Linked DNA regions of Pan troglodytes: region 2 is linked to region 1. The links are chromatin contacts, called in public Hi-C maps. All regions are on one chromosome and are shown on one strand. The core of a region is the stretch at or near the end of the contact, and the rest is flanking DNA. Distances in the headings are between cores, read along the strand shown. Region 1 holds the start of FEM1C (fem-1 homolog C). Region 2 overlaps TICAM2 (TIR domain containing adaptor molecule 2).

Region 1 (6,669 bases), core at 2,948-5,447:
ATCTATATAAAAGGAAATTTAGTTGATTTTCTATTTAAGAAAAAAAAATGAAAGATTGGAAGAACAAATGTTCTTTAGAAATGGAAATGACCTCCAATAGGGGGTTGTGAATAAGTCTCCAAACATTTCAATTAAGTCTTCAAACATTTTTACTCATGCACATGAGATGCTATCTACCCTCCTACATATTTTTCAATTGTCACCTAAAATTTTTCATCATAAGTTTAAGTATTCGCAAAGGTTGCAATTTTCCGCATAATGTAAAAATTAACATTTTTAAATAAAACATGCTTTTAAATGAATCCAACGAAATCTAAATATCATAGCAGTTATGCTTACCATCAACCATTTAAAAAATATATGAACAAATTATTATTTACCTATAGGATATTTTTACATAATTTATTTTCTCTTCGCATTTATAATTCCATTCCACATCCCATTCCTCAGGAATATATCCTAATTAATGTACTTTTATGTTTGAATGTGTTTTTTGTTTTTGCTTTTGAGACAGTATCTCGCTCTGTTACCTAGGCTAGAGTGCAGTGGTGCAATCACAGCTCACTGAAGCCTCAACCTCCCAGGCTCAAGTGATCCTCCCACCTCAGCCTCTGGAGTAGCTGGGACTGCAAGCATGTACTTCCATGCTTGGCTAATTTTTAAGTTTTTTGTAGAGACAGGGTCTCACTCTGTTGCCCAGCCTGGTCTTGAACTTCTGGGCTCAAGCAATCCTCCTGCCTGGGCCTCCCAAAATGCTGGGATTACAGGCATGAGCCACTATGCCTAGCTGAATGTGTTTTATGAATCACTCTATTATATTTCTCTGCAATGAAAATACATATAAAAGCCAGGCACAGTGGCTCATGCCTGTTATCCCAGCATTTTGGGAGACCAAGGTGGGTGGATCACCTGAGGTCAGGAGTTCAAGACCAGCCTGGCCAACATGGCGAAACCCCGTCTCTACTAAAAAATACAAAAATTAACTGGGCGTGGTGGCAGGCACCTGTAATCTCAGCTACTCAGGAGGCTGAGGCAGGGATAATTGCTTGAACCTGGGAGGCAGAGGTTGCAGTGAGCCGTGATCGTGCCATTGCACTCCAGCCTGGGTGACAACAGGGAAAACTCTGTCACACACACACACAAAAAACACACATATATATATATACACACACACACACACACATATAAAGAAATACATATAAGTTGAAATTTAAGTTTCTTATGACTAAAGACCGTAGGTGCTCATTTTCTTCCAGATTGAGGCATCATTGTATTTATTAGTAATTTTCAAGTATTCAAAACAATACAAAATATAAATTTTTTTATTATTAAATGTGATGTTTTACAATTAAGTGCACACATTTATTGTTAAATACTACTTCTTACTAGAATGAGACAAAGTTCAGATTCAATGTTTTCTCAATTTTTCATTTTTATAAATTCTGAGAAAATGTTTTCACATTAATAAGTAGATGGAGGCTGGGTGTAGTGGCACACATGTGTAGTCCCAGCACTTTGGGAGGGGGAGGCAGGTGGATTGCTTGAGCTCAGGAGTTCAACACTTGCCTGGGCAACATGGTGAAACGCTGTCTTTACAAAAGAAAAAAAAATTGCCAGGTGTAGTAGTGCATGCCTATTGTCCCAGCTACTTGGGAGGCTGAGATGGGAGGATCACTTGAGCCCAGGAGGTCGAGGCTACAGTGAGCTGAGATTGTGCCACTGTACTCCAGCCTGGGAAACAGAGAAAGACCCTGTCTAAAAAAAAAAAAAAATAGTAGTTGGGTAGTTGGGTCTATAAGGAGTTTTGTCATTATATCAATGTCACTTAATTCTTTGAACTCCTTCTAATCGATATCAGTGATCTTTAGGTCATACTTTGTTCAAAGCAATTATTTGGAAATCATCTGACTTGCAAAAGAATTTGTTACCCAGTCATTAGAAGTATACACTTTCTAATATAGACCAGTGTTTTAAATTTATAAAGAATTGGCAAAGATTGCTGAGCCTTTTATAACCCAGAGCAATGCCTGTAAGATTCTCAAATGTCTTTCCTTTTACAAATTGGGAAACATACAGCTATTGTGAAAGAGTTGGGAAATGAGACACCTTGACCATATTCCTTTACCAGCAGATCAATTTTAGGAAAGAACGTAGGTGTAAATCGAAGATTCAGAAACTGGTAGCCTTTTTTTTTTTTTTTTTTTTTTTTTTTTTGACAGAGTTTCCTTCTGTGGCCCAGGCTGCAGCACAGTGGTGTGATCATGGCTCACTATAGCCTTGATCTCCCCAGCTCAGCTCAGGTGATCCTGCCACCTCAGCCTCCTGCATGCCATGCCTAATTTTTTGTGTGTGTGCGTGTGCGTGCATGTGTGTGTGCGTGTGTGTGGAGTTGGGATTTCACCATGTTGTCCAGGCTGGTCTCGACCTCTTGGGTTCAAGCAATCTGCCTGTCTCAGCCTCCGAAAGTTCTGGGATTCCAGGTGTGAGCCACAGCAGAAATTGGTAGCCTTTAAACTAAGTGTCCATCTATCCCTTAACAATCCCATGGGGGATACAGAGCTCAGTTTGAAGATGGCTGATGTGAATGTTTACATCTTATTGAATTAGATGAGAGAGACAGGTCAGCTCAGGTTAGGCCTTGGTTGGGACACTGTACACTGGTATCTGTACCCTGGGAGAGTATAGAACTGTGACATATGCTGGGGATAAAACAGCCAGTCCTCTTGGTTGGTTAATTTTTATGGATGGTCAATCTTATCCTTTATACTCTATTCTTTTATATTTTCTTCTCAGTGGCAATTACCTTAACTTCAGTTTTGGGAATCTGATGTTGAGTGTAGTCTGATACTGACTACCTAAGGGAAATACTATGCTATACTTAAAAATTATTAAGACTGTAAAAACATAAGAAACGTTTAGAGTATAGAAAGGAAAAGCAAAATATATAGTTGTATGAAAATTATTTCAATTATGCAAAACTACATAAACTTCTGAACAACACTACAATATACAAAAATGAAGTTGTGATTTTTTATAAATGTTTTTAGTGCTGCATGACTTCTAACATAACGTTATGGATTACATATGCTGAGGGTCAGACTGCCTACTGTAATATTCTATTTCTCCTAGTGGTACTAAGGAATTATGTGAGCTTAAGTTCCCTCAAACAAAGTGATTGAAGGTCCATTTTCAAAAATTCTGTTTTCTCATCAGGATTCATTATGGGCGTTATTTCCCAAACACATTTAAACTTTTTCATCCTAGTTTAATGCAACCTAGGTTTTAGCATCACAAATTCCAGAGGTTTATCAACTACTATATGAAGAAGTAATTCTTTTCATTCATATATATAACCTTTTAAGCTTTAGTTCCCGATTTATTACTCAGAGCTCAAGAACCTGACCTCATTGACTTTACATTGCTCTTAGGGTTTACCATTCCTCGTAGCCTTTATGCTTTTTAGAGGCTACTTTAGAAAGAGAGTCAGTTTGACAGCCTCCAAAACTAATCACATTTTCTGAAATTTCAGTTTCCTCCGTGTGTGTTCTGAGGTGTAATTACGAGCTTGGTAATTTCCAGGGCCCACCAAAGTAAGGACAGAAGACTAGTCCGAGAGACTTCACGTGTGTGAGGGTAATACTGGTCCGCACCCAAATTTGAATTTTAGCTCCCATGATTCCCACATATTGTGGGAGAGACCTAGTGGGAGATAATTGAATCAAGAAGGCTGTTTCCCCCATGCTGCTCTGGTGGTAGTGAGTAAGTCTCACGAGAGCTGATTGTTTTATATGGGGTTTCCCTTTTTCCTTGGCTCTGATTTTCCTCTCCTGCCTGCTGCCATGTAAGACGTGCCTTTCCCCTTCTGGCTTGATTGTGAGGCCTCCCCAGCCACGTGGAACTCTGAGTCCATTAAATCTTTTTATCTTTATAAATTACCCAATCTCGGGTATGTCTTTATCAGCAGCGTGAAAACGCACTAATACACTTCCCTTCTGGGGTCTCTGAGATGGGACCGAAAGATTCCCTAAGGGAGCACCCCGAAAATCCGAGAGGAGAAGAGCCAGCGAGATCTCAGAACTCGAGCTGCCTCGGGCCGCTTCGATGGGCACAAATCCGCCCCCTCGCAGCGCCCCGCCCCCCAGCGCGTGCACGCAGGCACGTCCTCCCAGCAGCTCAGGCCCCGCCCCCTCCCCGTCGCCCCACCCCGGCCGCGACGCCCCGCCCCGCGCCTAGGCTGTTGCTGGCCGCGGCCGCCGCCCTCCCCCGGCCCAATGGCGTGGCGGCACAGTCAGTGATGTGACGCTCAGGCTTGTCCGGCCCCCGGCTCGCAGCCCATTACACCATCCGTCGCAGCAGTCGCTGCAGCCGCTGCAGCCCGAGCCGACTGAGGGCGGGAGGCAGCTCGGGTGGCGGGGCGGGGCGAACAGCGAGGCCGGATTCATTCCTGTGGGGCGCGCAGCATGGAGGAGCTGTGCGGCCGCAGGCGGAGCAGGGCGGCCCGGGCGGCGGTGGGGACAACGGTTTCCCTTTGAAGGGGACGGCCAAAGCCCGAGTGACCAGCGGCGGCGGGGAAGACTAGTCCCCGGGCAGGTAGTGGCGGCGGCAGCGGCCTGCCAGGGCTCGGGCCGGGGCCTGAGGTGCCCGCGGAAGGCCTGGGCGGGAAGGAGGGCGCCGGGGGAGCCGAAGGCGGGCAGCGGGCTGGAGGCCACAGCTTGGCCCATCGGGAGGGGGTTGTGGTCGATGGAGGAGATTGGGGAGGGGGCTGCCGTTGTCTGGAACAGGGAGAGGGGAAGGTTGTGTTGGGGCGACTGTGGTTTGAGGAACCTGCGGATCATCCCTTGGCGGGGGGTGGGGGGTGATCGAAATGGGGCGGGCGAAGTTAATGACTAAAAGGCAGGCGGATTTCCTGAGAGCCGTGAGTAGTTTTAAAGGAAAGAGAATCTTTCGGGGCACAGTTTTGGCCTTAGCCGGGGTTTGGTGTGTCCGACCTTTTTGTTCCTTCTCGAAACCCGGCCTCAGTGAGGCCTTCCAGCCTGGCGCCCTTGGCCAGCTCTCCTCCAGTTGCAAGAAAGAGAAACATTTCTGAACCCGAGTCTCCTGCCTCTTTCGGTTGTACTCTCCCTGGGCGTGTGCAAAGCAAAACTAGAACAAAGCTTGGCTGGTTAGAGCTGGAGGCGAGAAAACGGGCTGCCTGTAGTGTTTAAATTTTCCGCACATGGAGGAGACTGCCTGCGACCAGAACATTTGGGTCTCCGTGTATCCTTCTGTATTTTTCTTTACCACCTTTTCTTTGGGGGTGGGGTGGGGTGTGGGATGGAGTAGTGCCTGAAGTATAGCTTTTATTCCTTTCTTCCCACAGAAGTGGAAATTAAGAAGTGTTTTGCCTTCTTCTATAGAAAATTAAATGCTGCTACTTTTTTTTTTCTTTCTCTAGTTTGGTGCCCTGGTTGTCAGATGTTGGAAAGCAATAGGACGGAACATACTCTTCGTGGTTGTGTATCCGTTCTGGGGTGCAGCAACTAACATTGAACTTTGGTTCCTCTGACTCTTGCCTGTGTCGATAGAGTTAAACTGGAGCTCTGCTTTGAAAGATAAATAAAGCACAGCCTCTCAACTGGACATAAATGGATCTAAAGACAGCAGTATTTAACGCAGCTCGGGATGGCAAACTCCGGCTTCTCACCAAATTGTTGGCAAGCAAATCCAAAGAGGAGGTTTCCTCCTTGATCTCTGAAAAAACAAATGGGGCCACGCCACTCTTGATGGCCGCCAGGTATGGGCACCTTGACATGGTGGAATTCCTCCTAGAGCAATGCAGTGCCTCCATAGAAGTTGGGGGCTCCGTCAATTTTGATGGCGAAACCATTGAGGGGGCTCCCCCTTTATGGGCCGCTTCTGCAGCAGGACATCTGAAGGTGGTCCAGTCCTTGTTAAATCATGGAGCATCTGTCAACAACACGACTTTAACCAATTCAACTCCTCTTCGAGCTGCGTGTTTCGATGGCCATTTGGAAATAGTGAAGTACCTTGTAGAACACAAAGCTGATTTGGAAGTGTCAAACCGACATGGGCATACGTGCTTGATGATTTCATGTTACAAAGGACATAAAGAGATTGCTCAGTATTTACTTGAAAAGGGGGCAGATGTTAATAGAAAAAGTGTCAAAGGTGAGTTCAGCTTCTTTGTTTTTCTAAATGTCTAGCACTTATTTTCAGGAAGTTTGATACATAATTATAAGTACTGGTGTTGAGTAAACCATCATTGACAGTCCTGTTTTGATTAGGTAAGTCTTCCAGTATGACTTTGTTGAGTGTTTCTCTGATGTTTGGTAATAGATTGAAAAAGTGTGATAAAAGACTTCTGTTACTCTGTTAAGCAGTATTTTCTCTCTTATTTGGAGTAACTTAAAATTCTTGGGAAATGGGTTCCCCAGAGTTACAGAGCATGTTAGTGGTAGCTGATCTGAGCCTTTAGGCTTATGCTTAATCTACTTGGGAATATGGTTAAATGTAATACATTTTTCTTAGCTTTCTGTTTTTTTTTTTTTTTTTTTTTTTTTTAAGAACAACCTTGGAGTAGAAATTACTATATTTATTGAGTCATGGTCTTGTTTGTTCTAGGCAGTCATTTCACTTTTTCTGTCAGAGAAGGCTAGGCCAAACTGACCT
Region 2 (6,669 bases), core at 2,276-4,775, 35 kb before region 1:
TGCCTTGACACACTATCTTACCCTAGAAGTTTTTCATATTCTTTATAAATAGCTGTTATATTCCTTCAAAGCACTTGTCTGTACCAGCTAGTGACTAAGATAATGGTGTTGAATTCAGTGATAAGTGTAGATCATTTTAATTGACAGTAAATAGATGCCTCTGGATGGTTTAACTATTGTTTTCTCATTCAGGGGGAAACTTCTTTCTGCAACTTTGCATAGCAAAATCCTTTTTTTTACAATGCAGTAACAAAAGTCAGCAGTGAATCCTAATCAATGAAGAGAGTCCAAATTAATTTGGTTTTATTATTTTGGATGGATATATGTCACATTTTAGAGTTATTATGCCTTAGAATACCTCTTGGTAACTAGCACAATATACCATGGAGCGAGAACCTAAAGTACAGACAGAGTGAATGATGGAGTGGTCAGCAGTTTCCTCACTAGTCAGAGGCAGCTGCAAACATTTTTACTCACATACATTGAATGAAATTCTCTATGTTTTTTTCCTTGGTTTTTGTTCCCATGACAGTTTTCACCACTTTTGTTGAACAGTTTCTTCTAAACCTGAATTATGTAGGCATATGTAGCCATGTTACTTATGTTGTTATGAATGTTATAATTTCTTCTTGAGGTATGGCCTTTGCCCATAAAGAACAAGTAAAAATGCTCTGGAATATAGTCTGTGGCTCACATTTGAAAGTATGAAACCTGTATTTATATATTCTAAATGTTCTGTCTTTTAATAAAAGAATTCCCCTTGAAACTGCCTGTCTGAGGGATTTTATTAGGAATATTGCCAACGTTTTCTGAAGACTTATTTCAATTAGATTCACATGGTATACTTTTCTTTCACAGTTGATCTAGTTCTTCCACTCTGAATTTAGAATTTTTTTAAATAAAAGAATGAGTCTAGGCCAGACGCGGTAGCTCATACCTGTAGTCCCAGAGCTTTGAGAGGCTGAGGCGGGAGGATTCCTTGAGCCCAGGAGTTCGAGACCAGCCTGGGCAACATATGAAACCCCATCTCTATCAAAAAAAGAAACCAAAAAAAACCAAAAATTAGCCAGGTGTGGTGGCATGTACCTGTAGTCCCAGCTACTCCAGAAGCTGAGGTGGGAGTATGGCTTGAGCCTGAGAGGCAGAGATTGCAGTGAGTTGAGATCACACCACTGCACTCCATCCTGGGCAACAGAGCCAGACCTTGTCTCAAAAAATAAATAAATAAATGAATAAATAAATAACAACAAAAACAAGAATGAGTCTAGACTATAATCATTCTTTGTTGATTTCACTGGAGAAAGTCTCAAGTCTTTGTTTCTAGAGTTCATTTCCAAACTGAGATGTTAATTTTTCCCTAGGTGAATAAATATATTTTCTTCAGTAGTTACAGGATTCGTTGGAAAAAGATATTTCTTACTTTTCACACACTCTTATTATAATTTATTCTCCATTAGATTCACCATCACCACAATGCCTGACTCCAGACAAACAAAAAAAAGCTCTGAACCAGTGAATCCTGGACATCATTTCACTTGACATTTCAGATCTTCTGTTTATGCTGTCAGTAGAGATGCTGCCAGTCATTGTTAGGATATTTGTGTTCTATTTTGTTTGTGCTTGATACAGAAATATATTTATGCTTAATTGAATATTCAGTTTCTTTATATTTTCCTGTTTCTAGTCTACATGGTAATTTGATAATGGAGAAATTAGATTTAAACTGCATGAAAAGATAAAGTGGTATGGTACCTATCACGAAAATACCAACATAATTTATTTCAATCTGGAGGTTTGTAGTGCTAATATAACACCATTTACATTTTCCAGATGTCTCCTATTATATTAAACTGGACCCTTTATTTAATGTTCCCTTCGCTGCCTGTGATAGCCCTTGTGAAGCTCACAAAAGATTAGTAGTTTAGCTTCCCAATTATCTGTTTGTCATTTATGTATTTGGAGCTGTCTATTATAATCTTTTTGAGCTTTTCAGGTTGAATGAAAGTTTCCATTTTTAATGTTTTGATTAAATTTATAATATTCTTCTGTTTTGTTACTTCTTTTAGATTGAAAAGAAATGCTGAGAAATACATAAAGTTTTCTTCTTCTGCCTTGGATATTTATAATGGGTATCGGGAAGTCTAAAATAAATTCCTGCCCTCTTTCTCTCTCTTGGGGTAAAAGGCACAGTGTGGATACAAGTCCAGGATATCATGAGTCAGATTCCAAGAAGTCTGAAGATCTATCCTTGTGTAATGTTGCTGAGCACAGCAATACAACAGAGGGGCCAACAGGAAAGCAGGAGGGAGCTCAGAGTGTGGAAGAGATGCTTGAAGAAGAAGCTGAAGAAGAGGTGTTCCTCAAATTTGTGATATTGCATGCAGAAGATGACACAGATGAAGCCCTCAGAGTCCAGAATCTGCTACAAGATGACTTTGGTATCAAACCCGGAATAATCTTTGCTGAGATGCCATGTGGCAGACAGCATTTACAGAATTTAGATGATGCTGTAAATGGGTCTGCATGGACAATCTTATTACTGACTGAAAACTTTTTAAGAGATACTTGGTGTAATTTCCAGTTCTATACGTCCCTAATGAACTCCGTTAACAGGCAGCATAAATACAACTCTGTTATACCCATGCGGCCCCTGAACAATCCCCTTCCCCGAGAAAGGACTCCCTTTGCCCTCCAAACCATCAATGCCTTAGAGGAAGAAAGTCGTGGCTTTCCTACACAAGTAGAAAGAATTTTTCAGGAGTCTGTGTATAAGACGCAACAAACTATATGGAAAGAGACAAGAAATATGGTACAAAGACAATTTATTGCCTGAGATGAAACATATAACATGTGGCTGGCTCTTGTTTTGTAAACCAAATGATTAATCTTCACTTGAGAAAGCAGTTTCTAGGAAATGTTTAAATAAAAGAGAGTCTTCGCCTTAAAGAAACCTATGGAGCACAAGAAAGATAAATTTCTGCAGGACAGTCTATAAAATTGTGGTACTTTTTGATGTTTCAGTAAACTTGACATTGTCAGAGTTTCAAGGACTTTTCTTTCACAATTTTCCTAGTTCATGGATATGAAAAAGGAATTCTCAATCCATATTCCTCGTATTGAACCTTGAACAAAAACTTGTATGACAGACATTTTTAAAAATGTGACAACACTTTTATTCTCTGAATTTTGATCTCAAAGGACACAGAAAAAAAATGGCCCCAGGAGATCTGATCACACTTCCTCCTGAGGCACCTCTCATGGATGTTGCAATAAGCATTCGGGTACTATCACCCAGAAATATGAATTGCCAGAATAGAACATTTAGCATGTTGAGCGTTGATGCATATAAAATCAGAAATAGATGTGAGAATGGTGGAACTTTTTAAAAGAACCCAGTCAAATGTATTTTCTGCTGAAATCTGCATATTTGGAGGCATTTCCCACCACCGATTCACAGCCCATTTGATAGTGTGGTAGTTAGGGACTTCGTGGAGTGGTGTTCAGACGTCCCCTGGGGCTTAAAGCTCTTCATATTAGTCATCATTTGTAACTATGGCTTTATTTGCAGAGCTTCTAAAAGGCGTATAACTGTGTGAGTGGCCAGATATTCACTTTTTAAATCAAAAACCTCTCTTATGGAAGCTTTAAAAGTTTCCCTCACACACAATTCTCTTCTCAGGAAGTATTTCTCATTTAGGTCTTCAAAGTAGCCTGACTGTGTGCATGTGTGTGTGTGATAGGTTATTTATAAAGACTTTGGATAGAAGGAGATGTATTTTATTACCTCCTATTCTAGAGCCCCATGCTCCTAACAAGCCAGAGAGGCCCCAAACAGGCTTGTTTCTTTCCTCCACAGCCCTTCTGCCCATCTGAGATTGAGGGAGCATCGTCCACTTGAGATCAGGGATGGAGTGGAGAATGGGTCATGTCATGTAATGAGAAAAGCCCTCTTCAGGATCATGAGACTTGGTTCTAGTCCAATTTCTGCCACTGAGGATGAATGTAACTGTGGGCAAACTATTTACCCTCCTTTATCTGTGAAATGAAAGGGTTGAATTGATGGATCTCTAAAGGCCTTTGTCCTCTATGAGGATGTGAAAAACTAGGGGCCACAAAAGGGAATAAGCAAAAAAGTTTGGATTCGATAAAGTGATATATAATAGTTGCAGAAGGCTTTATATATGCTTATAATGAAAAGATATTTTTTGTATATTGACAGCATAATTTATTTTTAATGCTGTCATTACACTTAAAGTCACAGGGAAAAAATATACATGCTTACTCAGGCTTTCTTAAAAATAAATTTTTATAGAGATCCTTGAGTAAAGACATTTTGCTTAATTTCTTTTTTCTTATTCCCCACTTGTATATCCCCTAACAGTAGCGGGATCTGCACACATCTTTTTTCAGTTACCTCTTCATAGCCATGAACCAAAACGTTCTATGAGGAGCATGCAAGTAAGTCGAGCCTCCTATTCTATGAGTACTTATTAGAGGAGGAGATTGTTTTCATTGCATAGTGACATTTTCTTAGCCTTAACGTTCTGATAGTAGCTTACTACTCACTTCTCTTTTTCAGTTTTCATAATAAGTGTTCATTTTTTTGCCATAATGCTTCCTGTAAAGCCAATTTTATATACTAATAAAACATGAACTGCCCACTCTTCATGCCTGCCAAACTTGGGGCAATTGATGCTAAATGGTATTTTTAAAATAAATGTTTTTATTCTTTACTCTTGACTAAACTTGTTTATTTTCAACTCCAATGAATATTGTGGAAGAGTGTTTTGAAATGAAGCATCGATTTGTACTTCATAGAGCACCAGACACAATGTCTCACCCAATTTGGGGTTCCATATTTTTTTATGATAAAGAAAAATGTTAAGTGCTGAATTATTATATATGTTGAAATTATCAATTGTAACAAAATAGCTAAACTGAGGATGAAAACAGGTAAAGGTGTGGGCTTTGTCATGTGTTTGTGTGTTGTGTACATATGTGCGTGTGCACACACCCATACACACACGTACATATCTAGGTACATACACATATCAGGAAATACGGGAAATTTTGCACTATGCTGGGGAGCTTTCATTTTGAGTACTCTGTGGGCCTTATTGCCCACCCTGGAGCTTTACAGGGGAGAACCCGAGTTGAGCCTCATGTATCAGTTAGGAAAACCCCACGCCACGTGGCCTAAACCATAAGAAAAAAATATTATCTGACTTAACAAGAGGTCCGCCAAGGTACAGTGGCTCAAATATGTCATTAAAATCCCAGTCATATACTGAAATATTATTCAGTTCTAAAAAGGAATGAAATTCTGATACATACTATAACATGGGTGAACCTTGAAAACATTATGCTAAGTAAAATAAGCCAGATACAAAAGGACAAATATTATATGATTCCACTTATGTAAGGTAAATTCACAGAGACAGAAAGAATAGAGGTTACCAGGGGCTGAGGGCAGGGAGGAATATGGAGCTATTGTTTAATGGATACAGAGTTTCTGTTTGGGGTGTTGAAAACGTTCTGGAAATGGGTAATGGTGATGACACACAACATTGCGAAATGTACTTAATACCACTAAATTGTACACTTAAATATGGCTAAAATGATAGATTTTATGTTATATAGATTTTACCACAATACAAGTTGAATATCCCTTATCCAAAATGCTCGGGACCAGAAGTGTTTTGGATTTTGGATTTTCATATTAGAGATGCTCAACTTGTAATTAAAAAAAAAAGAAAAGGTAAAAAAACAAACCCAGGTACTTTCCATCTTTTTGCTCTTCCATTCTCAGTGTTTCAGTTGAGCTCCCTTCCAAAGTGTAGCCTGGCTGCTCCAGTGTCCGACACCGTATACAGACATGACAGTGACCAGCCTAATAAGATGATAGGAGTGGTCCACCCATATGGAAAAAATAATTCATCACTGCATTATTGAACATTGTTGATACCCAGTAATAATAAAGAGCCATCTGACTCCCAGCTGGTTCCATTATTTCAAAATTCTCCCTACCCCTACCCTGAGTGGACATCTCCTAGCCTCCCTGCATCCAAACATCTTCCAACACCATTTCTGAGTCAGACTACCTGGATTTGAATTCCACCTCTGTCCTCTATAAGTGATGTTCTTAAACAAGACACCTAATTTTTTTGAGTCTTAATGTCCTCATCTAAAAATAAAGATCATAAATACCTCCCTGAAAGGTCATTTTGAGGATTTAATGAGCTGGTGCCTCACATATAGCTACCATATCTATGCTACTAGAACTATTTTTTGTTGCCTACACACATTCAATATGCAGCATGGGTTGGCGGGCAGGACACATATGCATTTTTACATACCCACAATCCTATCCTTGGAAACCTCGCAACTTGTAGGGAATAGATTTTAAACAAAGACAAAGGAAGATGCCAGGCCTCGTTCCCATGTGCAGTACAGCCCCCAGTCAGGCACTGAAAAGCAGAGGAGCCCCCTTGATCAGCAAGAGATGTGTGAGCTGTTAATGATGAGTATGAGTGCTGAGGAAGCTGGTGGCATGAAGGATGCAAGAGCATGGTGCCATGATTCTAACAAGTAGAAAGTTGAGCCATAAACTAGAAAAGCAGGAAAATGGAGACTAGGAGTGCCAGCTTTGAAGCCAGTTAGGAGGAAGAA

Evidence for each region. Hi-C and Micro-C count contacts between places; a contact is called where the count stands out from the background.
Region 2: a contact with region 1 is called in a Hi-C map of a lymphoblastoid cell line, with 2.5 times the contacts expected there. The contact joins the enhancer-like site here to the promoter of FEM1C in region 1. A contact is called at or near these places in 3 of 7 Hi-C or Micro-C datasets (a lymphoblastoid cell line, lymphocytes and stem cell-derived neural progenitor cells) and 1 of 1 datasets of contacts at active chromatin or transcription factors (stem cell-derived excitatory neurons).

Annotation. Positions count from the first base shown.
Region 1 is chr4:113,254,317-113,260,985 of NHGRI_mPanTro3-v2.0_pri, reverse strand. FEM1C (fem-1 homolog C) reads left to right here and starts at 4,197. Exons shown (of 3, transcript XM_001147155.3): 1 at 4,197-4,590; 2 at 5,435-6,168. The coding sequence starts at 5,625.
Region 2 is chr4:113,288,252-113,294,920 of NHGRI_mPanTro3-v2.0_pri, reverse strand. It overlaps TICAM2 (TIR domain containing adaptor molecule 2), which reads left to right. Exons shown (of 2, transcript NM_001195204.4): 2 at 2,067-4,740. The coding sequence starts at 2,126. The coding sequence ends at 2,833. Among named protein-coding and RNA genes, the nearest start is that of TICAM2, 22 kb to the left of the region's middle. Within about 2 kb of position 3,525, at least 2 of the 24 cell types and tissues checked have an H3K27ac peak or open chromatin away from gene starts, as enhancers often do. A contact at or near this core is called in a lymphoblastoid cell line, where this site is marked.